Linked DNA regions of Hordeum vulgare: region 2 is linked to region 1. The links are chromatin contacts, called in public Hi-C maps. All regions are on one chromosome and are shown on one strand. The core of a region is the stretch at or near the end of the contact, and the rest is flanking DNA. Distances in the headings are between cores, read along the strand shown.

The links. Hi-C and Micro-C count contacts between places; a contact is called where the count stands out from the background.
Region 2: a contact with region 1 is called in a Hi-C map of seedling, with 4 times the contacts expected there. The contact joins the promoter of LOC123426814 here to the promoter of LOC123426806 in region 1. A contact is called at or near these places in 3 of 6 Hi-C or Micro-C datasets (leaf and seedling) and 1 of 1 datasets of contacts at active chromatin or transcription factors (embryo).

Annotation. Positions count from the first base shown.
Region 1 is chr1H:120,797,935-120,801,774 of MorexV3_pseudomolecules_assembly, forward strand. LOC123426806 (auxin-responsive protein IAA15-like) reads left to right here and starts at 2,034. Exons shown (of 5, transcript XM_045110705.1): 1 at 2,034-2,586; 2 at 2,675-2,892; 3 at 2,983-3,097. The coding sequence starts at 2,405.
Region 2 is chr1H:121,227,032-121,230,871 of MorexV3_pseudomolecules_assembly, forward strand. It overlaps LOC123426814 (serine/threonine protein phosphatase 2A 57 kDa regulatory subunit B' kappa isoform-like), which reads left to right and starts at 2,087. Exons shown (of 2, transcript XM_045110717.1): 1 at 2,087-3,549. The coding sequence starts at 2,458.

The DNA of each region.
Region 1 (3,840 bases), core at 784-3,283:
CGAGGCGATGGTTTTCCACGTCAGCGGTGCCGACGTGGCGAGGCAGGGTGGGGCGGGCCGACGTGGCGAGGCAGGGTGGGGCGGGCCGACGTGACGGCATACGTATATACTGTAGCGAATACGTTTAAAGGAAATGACCTTCCTATCATTCTACGTTTTGTGAGGGATGTACCGAAGCGGGCCTCAAAACAATCATGTTAGGGCCTGAGATCCCTCCTAACCTCATAAAAAATAAATCAAAACAGTGAATTCGTCATGTGTGCACACTTTGTGTGTTGGGTTTTGGGTTCTTGCCGTGGTTGAACCAGACAGGACAGGGATCCCCCAGCTGTGGACGGTCTTGCATGCACTTGTCTCCTTTCCTTCCTTCCCCATCACGCGGGAAATCTTGGCATCATGCTCTGCTGCAGCCGATCCGCCCGACGCAGACGATGCGGATGCGCGGCAGTGCAAGTCGTACGTACACAACTGTAGGCAACAAGTTGGTGGTGTAGGCCGCTTCCGTGCACAACGGAAAGCCTACCTAGCCCGGAGACCCGTCAGGCCTTGTCCAGCTAGCTGCGGCCGTTGAATCGAACGGAGTAAAAGTGATCATGCTAATGCGTTGTAGATGGCTGCTGTTTGATTGATTATTAAATAAGGAATTGCTAATGCTCAATTAAACACTCGATTGATTTCTGCTAAAAGTGATTATTGTGGAGCCAAAATAGAGTGATCTCGTGGGTTTCCTTCCGCCCCCAGCATTCTTGTTTCGTACTAGCACCACATACATAAAGCGAAAGTGGTATAGCTAGCCGAAGGTGCAGCTTGCGCTTTGTGTCAGGAGGAGGCCACTCGAGTGGTCTTGCTGTTGCATTGCTGTGTTGGCTTTGAGAGGAAGCAGACAAGCAATGCCAGGAACCTGAACCTGGCTGGACGAACACCACTCGCCCTGCACCGGCCGGCCATGCGGCGTCTAGCGGACAAGGTGACCAGCGCTACTCGTCCCCAGAGACACAGGAAGGGAAAGGGAAAAAAAGACGTTGCTTTTTCTTTTCCGGTGCACAGGATGGAGGCGCTTCGATACGATAGCCGCTCTCGGCCTTGTACTCCGATCACCGTCGTGCGGCATGTGATGCGTGCAAATATGTCGGGGTGCTGCATTTGAGCGCCTAAACGGCATTCCCTGTGGCTTTTACGTGCATGCACCTTATTGCCTATAATATGGCTTGATCTTGATGGTATCACATGCGTGTCACTTCATTCCAAACTTCGATTCTCCGTACAGCGGCTAGTTTAGTACGGGGTAGATAGCGTTTTTTTGTCTGACAAAAAGAGAGAGTAGATTTTTTTTTTTTGCGCGTGAAAAGAAAAGAGATAGTAGATTGTTGTCAAGTACTCCATTAGCTTCACTATCGCTAGTACCGCTAAATTGACAGAATTAGATAAATCTCACCACTGACGAGTATTGTTCCGCAAAAAAAGAAAAGTACTACAGACAAGTCCAAAGCACTGGGTCCCATAGGTAAAAGAGAAAAGCAAGAGATGAGTCGAGGTTGGTACTAGCAGCAGCAGGCAGCAAGAGCAGCTGGAGGCGGAGGGTGGAGGGCCGGCGTCGCTCTCGCGCAAAGCGTGCGGGCGAGGGCAGAGGAAGCCGATTCGATTCCGGCAGGCCCGAATGGAAAGCGAAAGCAAAGGCGAGATGCTGGAATTTAATTAGGTAAAACCGGGCGGGTGGGGGACACGTCGCCGACAGCCCGGCGACACCCACGTGCTCCCGGCTTTATCGCCTTGTCCCCCCCTCCCGTACGCTTTCGCCGCTGGTACACGCCTTTGCCGGGCCGGCTACGGCCGTCGGATCGGGATCGGGCGGCGCAGCGGGCCCGAGTGGACCTGCAGGGTGGCCAACCGGCAGCCCGGGCCCACGCATGGAAAAACGGGCGGCACGAACGTTAATGCTGCACCACCCCACCGCTGGATGGACAAGGACGATGATGACCCGATTTAATGCAGTATAAATAAATACTATCCCCTTTGGAATGGGGATTGCGTTGGGAAAAATCCAAGGAGGAGGTGCGAATTTACGTTAGGGCCCTCCGCGACCCGGCGGGATGGAGCAAAGCTGATCTGTGTTGGACCTGTGCGCAAATATCAGCGGGAAGCGGCATGGCGACGAGAAATTGCGGGTAAAACCCAAGCTCACGAGCGTAGCTCCGGGTGTCAGCGCGCCAGTGGCCGACACGTAATTAAACCCCCCCGTCGACGACCGGTAGACCGGTGACCGCACCCACCTATAACCTCCTCTCCTCCCCGCCCCACCCCGCAGAGCCGCCGCCTGTGACCGACCCACCGGAGAGCCACACGACAAACCGAGCCCACCGCACCACCAACTCTTCCTCCTCCTGCGCGGCTGCAGCTGCCGGCCATGTCGGTGGAGACGGAGCGGAGCTCCACGGAGTCCTCCGCCGCCTCGGGCCTCGACTTCGAGGACACCGCCCTCACCCTTCGCCTCCCCGGCTCCGACCCCGACCGCAAGCGCGCCTCCACCTCCGACCCCGACTGCCCCTCCCCGACCGCCGCCGCCTCCGACTCTCCCCCTTCCCCCAAGTACGCGCGCCTGCCTTGCCTTCTCTCGCTCCTTCCGTCTCAAATTTGGCGCCCAAGCTTTTTGAGCTGACATGGTCTCGCTGTGCAGGGCGCAGGTGGTGGGCTGGCCACCGGTTCGGTCCTTCCGGAAGAACGCCCTCGCGTCCGCGGCCTCGTCCAAGACCAAGTTCGTCAAGGTGGCCGTCGACGGCGCGCCCTACCTGCGCAAGGTCGACCTCAAGGCTTACGCGGGCTACACAAGCCCTGCCTCCTACGACCAGCTCCTCGCCACGCTCCAGGACAAGTTCATCTCCCACCTAACCGTCCGTGAGTACACCGCCGCGGCATGCCTTGCCTGTGTGTTGTTAGCTACGTGTTGCTCTCTCATGGGTTCTGACGATTTGACTGTGGATGCAGGCAAGCTTGGTAACGAGGAGATGAAGCTCGTGGACGCGCTGAGCGGCACGGAATATGTGCCAACGTACGAGGACAAGGACGGCGACTGGATGCTCGTCGGAGACGTCCCCTGGAGGTGAATTTCCTGGGCCTTTTCTGCTATTTTACAGTTAAAATCCGCATGCAGCTGCAGCTCCTGTTGCTCGTCAGCTATGTCCTGTTGTTTAAGTTCATATATACACTGCTTAATTAGGGTCGTGGTTTGGATCGCTAACTGATCAGGTGCTATAGCATCTCAGGTTCAGAAATCTGGATGGTTTGGTGATCTTACGCTCTTAGTTTCAGTTTATCTTTGCCTGAGAAACGATTATTTTGGTTTACTGAGTTGTTGATCTGGTAGTAATATGTAAAGGAACTCGGATCCTGTGGCACAACATAGAAAATTTATTACACTGTACCAAGGGATCACGAAATTGCTCCTGGTTTTCACTACTATGTGATGTTCCTGTTGGGTTATCAATTGCCTATTGTCTGTTCAACTTGGGACCCATGCCAAATGTTCTTAGTTTGCCTCTATTTGTATGAGCCGTCGATCTTGCTAGTTAAGCAGTAAATCTCAGAAAAACTTAAAGAAATGCTATAAAGTTATTGGCGGCGAATTATGCTCATAAATTAATTTCACATCCCTGAATTCATCTGCTTCGCTTTTCGGACATGAATAGGGTTGAAACTAGTGAACGAACACCGGTATATGTTTCTGACAACAGCCATTGTCCTTACTTTCGAACTCAGAGAAGACGGAAGTGCTGATTGTAAAAACGGATCTTCTTCATCCTCTGTTGTTTCATGTGTAATTTGAATGGCTTCGTGAAATTGGAC
Region 2 (3,840 bases), core at 837-3,336, 430 kb after region 1:
GGGGCACCCCAAGAGGGACAAGTCAAATTAGGTCTAGACAAGACAAATCATGAGATAGAGATATTAGACACCCTCGAGATTAGAGGTAGCAATTCCGCATCCTTGTAATCGACATCATCATCTTCATTAATGAAATACAAGTAGGACATAGGCTTTTACCTCCATCGGAGGGGCCGAACCTGGGTAACTCGCGTCTCTCGATTCCAACCAACCCCTCTCAAGCCGCCACATAGCTGCGATGGCTCCACACCTAAGTCCTTTCATGAGGACATTTGTCATGATAAAAATTCGGTGGAGAATATGGACGATCGGTCCATGAGACCTTGCTCGGTTCAATGACAAATGAACGGGATTGATAGATATTGGCAGGATTAAATCCTATCTAGGTCAAATCCCCCCAAATCCCCTTCAATCCACTCCAATCCACCTAGGGGTGGCTTAATAAAAAAAAGGCATGAGGGAGTCGGCTAGCGATGAGGGGCTACTAGCTTGGACAAAATAATTGTGGTTTGACCCTAGCTCTTCATGCGTCAAGTCACCATTTTACCTGATATCGGTCTCCTTAATCTGGTTGTGGCATGTGTTCTGGACATCTACGTCATGGATCTACACAGATTCCGCATGACACTCCTAGATATCTGGATGGGAAAGAATCCGATCGCATGTGTCCATATTATCAACCACTACGGATTCAAGCGGACGCGTGCGAAGCTTCACTTTCTTGTCGGTGTCATGGGACATGTCTAAGTCAAAATTTTTAAGGTTTTGATGGAGGTGGAGAAAGTTATGGCCGCTGCAATTAGAGGTCTTATAGCCTTGGTGGGAGGGTGCATTAGATGGTGTGAAGACTATGTGTCGGGTGTTTGGTGACTTGCAATGGTTGCCTCGTCAAGTGGGGGCGACGACATTGGAGGACTACATTTTTTATGCTCCTCCTCGAATACCGAGTCTTGATTACGAGGGGTGAAGACCTAAGGCCCTGCTTGTTTCATAAGTCCTAGGACTTTTTTAAGTCTCAACTTATAAGTCATAAGTCCCTACCTGTTTGTTTACAGGGACTTATAAGTCCCGAGTCCCTACCTGTTTGTTTACACGGACTTATAAGTCCATGTTGCACCTAATAATACACTTGTTCACATGGATCGTCATCAGCCAACGCGTACGACACACAGGATAAGCACCGCTGCAACGAGGCTCGGGAGAGGGCCTGTCCGGCGATTGGAGGCACCGCTGCAATGAACCGAGGCAGAACAAACCGAGGCGGGGCGGCGACGGGGCGGCGAACCGAGGCAGAACGAACCGAGGCGGGGCGACGACCGGAGCGATAGGTGGGGCGGCGACGGGGCGAGAGGCGGGGCGGCGGCGGCGATTGGACCGAGAGGCGGGGCGAAGTGCGGGGAACGAGCCTGGAGCGACGCGGGGTAGGTCCGGCCCGGGATAAGTCCCAATAAGCTCCTCGGTGAGAGTCTTTATTTGATAAGTCCCAAATCACCACAATAAGTCCCAATAAGTCCCTTGTGTTTGGTTTAGGTTGGACTTATAGGGACTTTTTTAAGTCCCTGGAAACAAACACCCTCTAAGTGTGACTTTTATTGGTTGCATCTCACAATGACCTTTTTGAAGGAATTGTTTTTTGGGTGAATTCAGACTTTCTTCACGATGAAAATCCAATATCTTTGATCAGACAACAACAATGCGTGTGCATTGCTTCTTTCTTAAAGACGTTGCTTTTCTAGAACCACTTTTGTAATTCGGATATTATCTTCAACGGTTGTTAGAGTGCTGCTGATGCTAGTGATTGATCACCTTAACCGTTTTTTTTTTGTTTTTTTTTTTGACTGTGTGTATTCTAGATGTTTTTAAATATTTTGTTGATACAAAAGGTAAATGTAATTGATATCTTTATTATATTAATATAGACTTTCCTTACTGGGAATTCTGCGAATCAAAGAAGGGCTCACATTTTCTTTTGAGACCACAGGAAACCTCGAAACCTTCCATCGGGCGATACGTGGGAATCCAATCTCAAACGAACGGCCGAGATGCATCCGGCCACCCCTTCCTTCTTCCGGTGGCCATCGTTCCCCGCAAACAGCTGTAAACTGCAGCTCTTCTCCCCCCGCTCGGTTCCCACTGCGATTCCACCCAAAACGCCAAAGGCTCTGCGCTTTCTGCCCCCCTCCGCCTCCGAGATCTCATCCATGGCGGAGGCCTCGGCGTCCCGCTCTCGGATCTAATCCCCCCTCACAGCCATTGCGGGATCTGTGGCCGGCGCCCCGACAGCTGCACGGGTCGCGGCGGCCAACCCGGTTCGTTGCGTTGCAAGATTTGCTTTGCCTCTGCGTGTCCTGGGTCGGTGGCGGGTAGTGGGTTTACTTCTCCCTGGTCCGTTCATGGTTCCTTGAAATGGGTGTCTGACGCGAGGGGGGTCGGCGCTACGGACTGTTTGCTGCGGCCATGTGGAAGCAGTTCCTTGGTAAGCTCTCGGGGAAGTCGCCGAAATCCGGCGGAGGCGGGGGCTGGGGATCTCCACCGCCCAAGTCCCCAACGTCGTATGACGTGAATGGGAGGCAGTGGGACTCTATGCGGGCGTCTCCTCCACTCGCGGCTATCGCCGGAGCGGAGGGAGAGACAAGGGAGGACGTGTTCCTCCGGAAGCTCAACGTCTGCTGCGTGTTGTTCGACTTCTCCAACGACCGGGGCCGAGACTCTCCGGAGAGGGAGCGAAAGCGGCAGGTGCTCATGTCTCTCGTCGACTGCCTCGGCACGGCGGAGGAGCCCCTCACGGAGGCGATGGTTTCGGCCTGTGTGCGTATGTTCGCCATCAACCTGTTCAGGGTCTTCCCGCCCAAGGTCCGGCCAGGCACGGGGGCAGCTGCCGAGGCTGACGAGGACGATCCATTCTTTGACCCCTCATGGTACCACTTACAGGTCGTGTACGAGCTGCTCCTCCGGTTCGTCACCTCTCCGGTAGTTGATGTGAAGGTGGCTCGCAAGTACTTGGACAATTCGTTCATCTCTAGGCTGCTTGATTTGTTAGATTCTGATGATCCTAGAGAAAGAGATTGCTTGAAGACAGTATTGCATAGGATATATGGAAAATTCATGGGTAATCGGCCCTTCATCCGCAAGGCTGTGAGCAATATCTTCTATAGGTTTGTATCCGATGCTGATCGTCACAATGGGATTGGCGAACTCTTGGAGGTGTTTGGGAGTGTGATTAGTGGGTTTGCGAAACCATTGAAGGAGGAGCATAAATTATTTCTGTGGAAGGCATTGATTCCTCTTCATAAACCGAAGACAGTGGGCATGTATCTGCCACAGTTGACATACTGCATTACACAGTTTATTGACAAGGAACCAAAGCTCTCAGGGACTGTGATCAGAGGCCTGTTGAAGTACTGGCCAGTGACGAACAGTCAGAAGGAGATGATGTTCTTGGGGGAGTTGGAGGAGGTGCTGGAATTGACAGAAATGCCTGAGTTCCAGAAGTGCATGGTCCCATTGTTTCGGAGGGTTGCACACTGCTTGAATAGCTCTCATTTTCAGGTGAAATTTTGTCCCAGGATATCGACCTGTAATATCCTATTGCCAGTGTTTGTTGTTTCATTAAGTTTCTTTACTAGCTTATAGCTCTCATTGTTGGTTGTCAGAACACTCATTTAGTTCAGGACTTGAGGCAGTTATTTCAATTGAAAATCTCTTGCATTCTTGTGGGCCGTCTTTGTATTTCGAACCAGCATCACATTTACCACCCAGATATGTGCTGTTGTATTCATTTTCAAATTATACTTTGCTCAAAGAATTCCCTTCAGAGATTCTTCACATTTGGATGTAGCT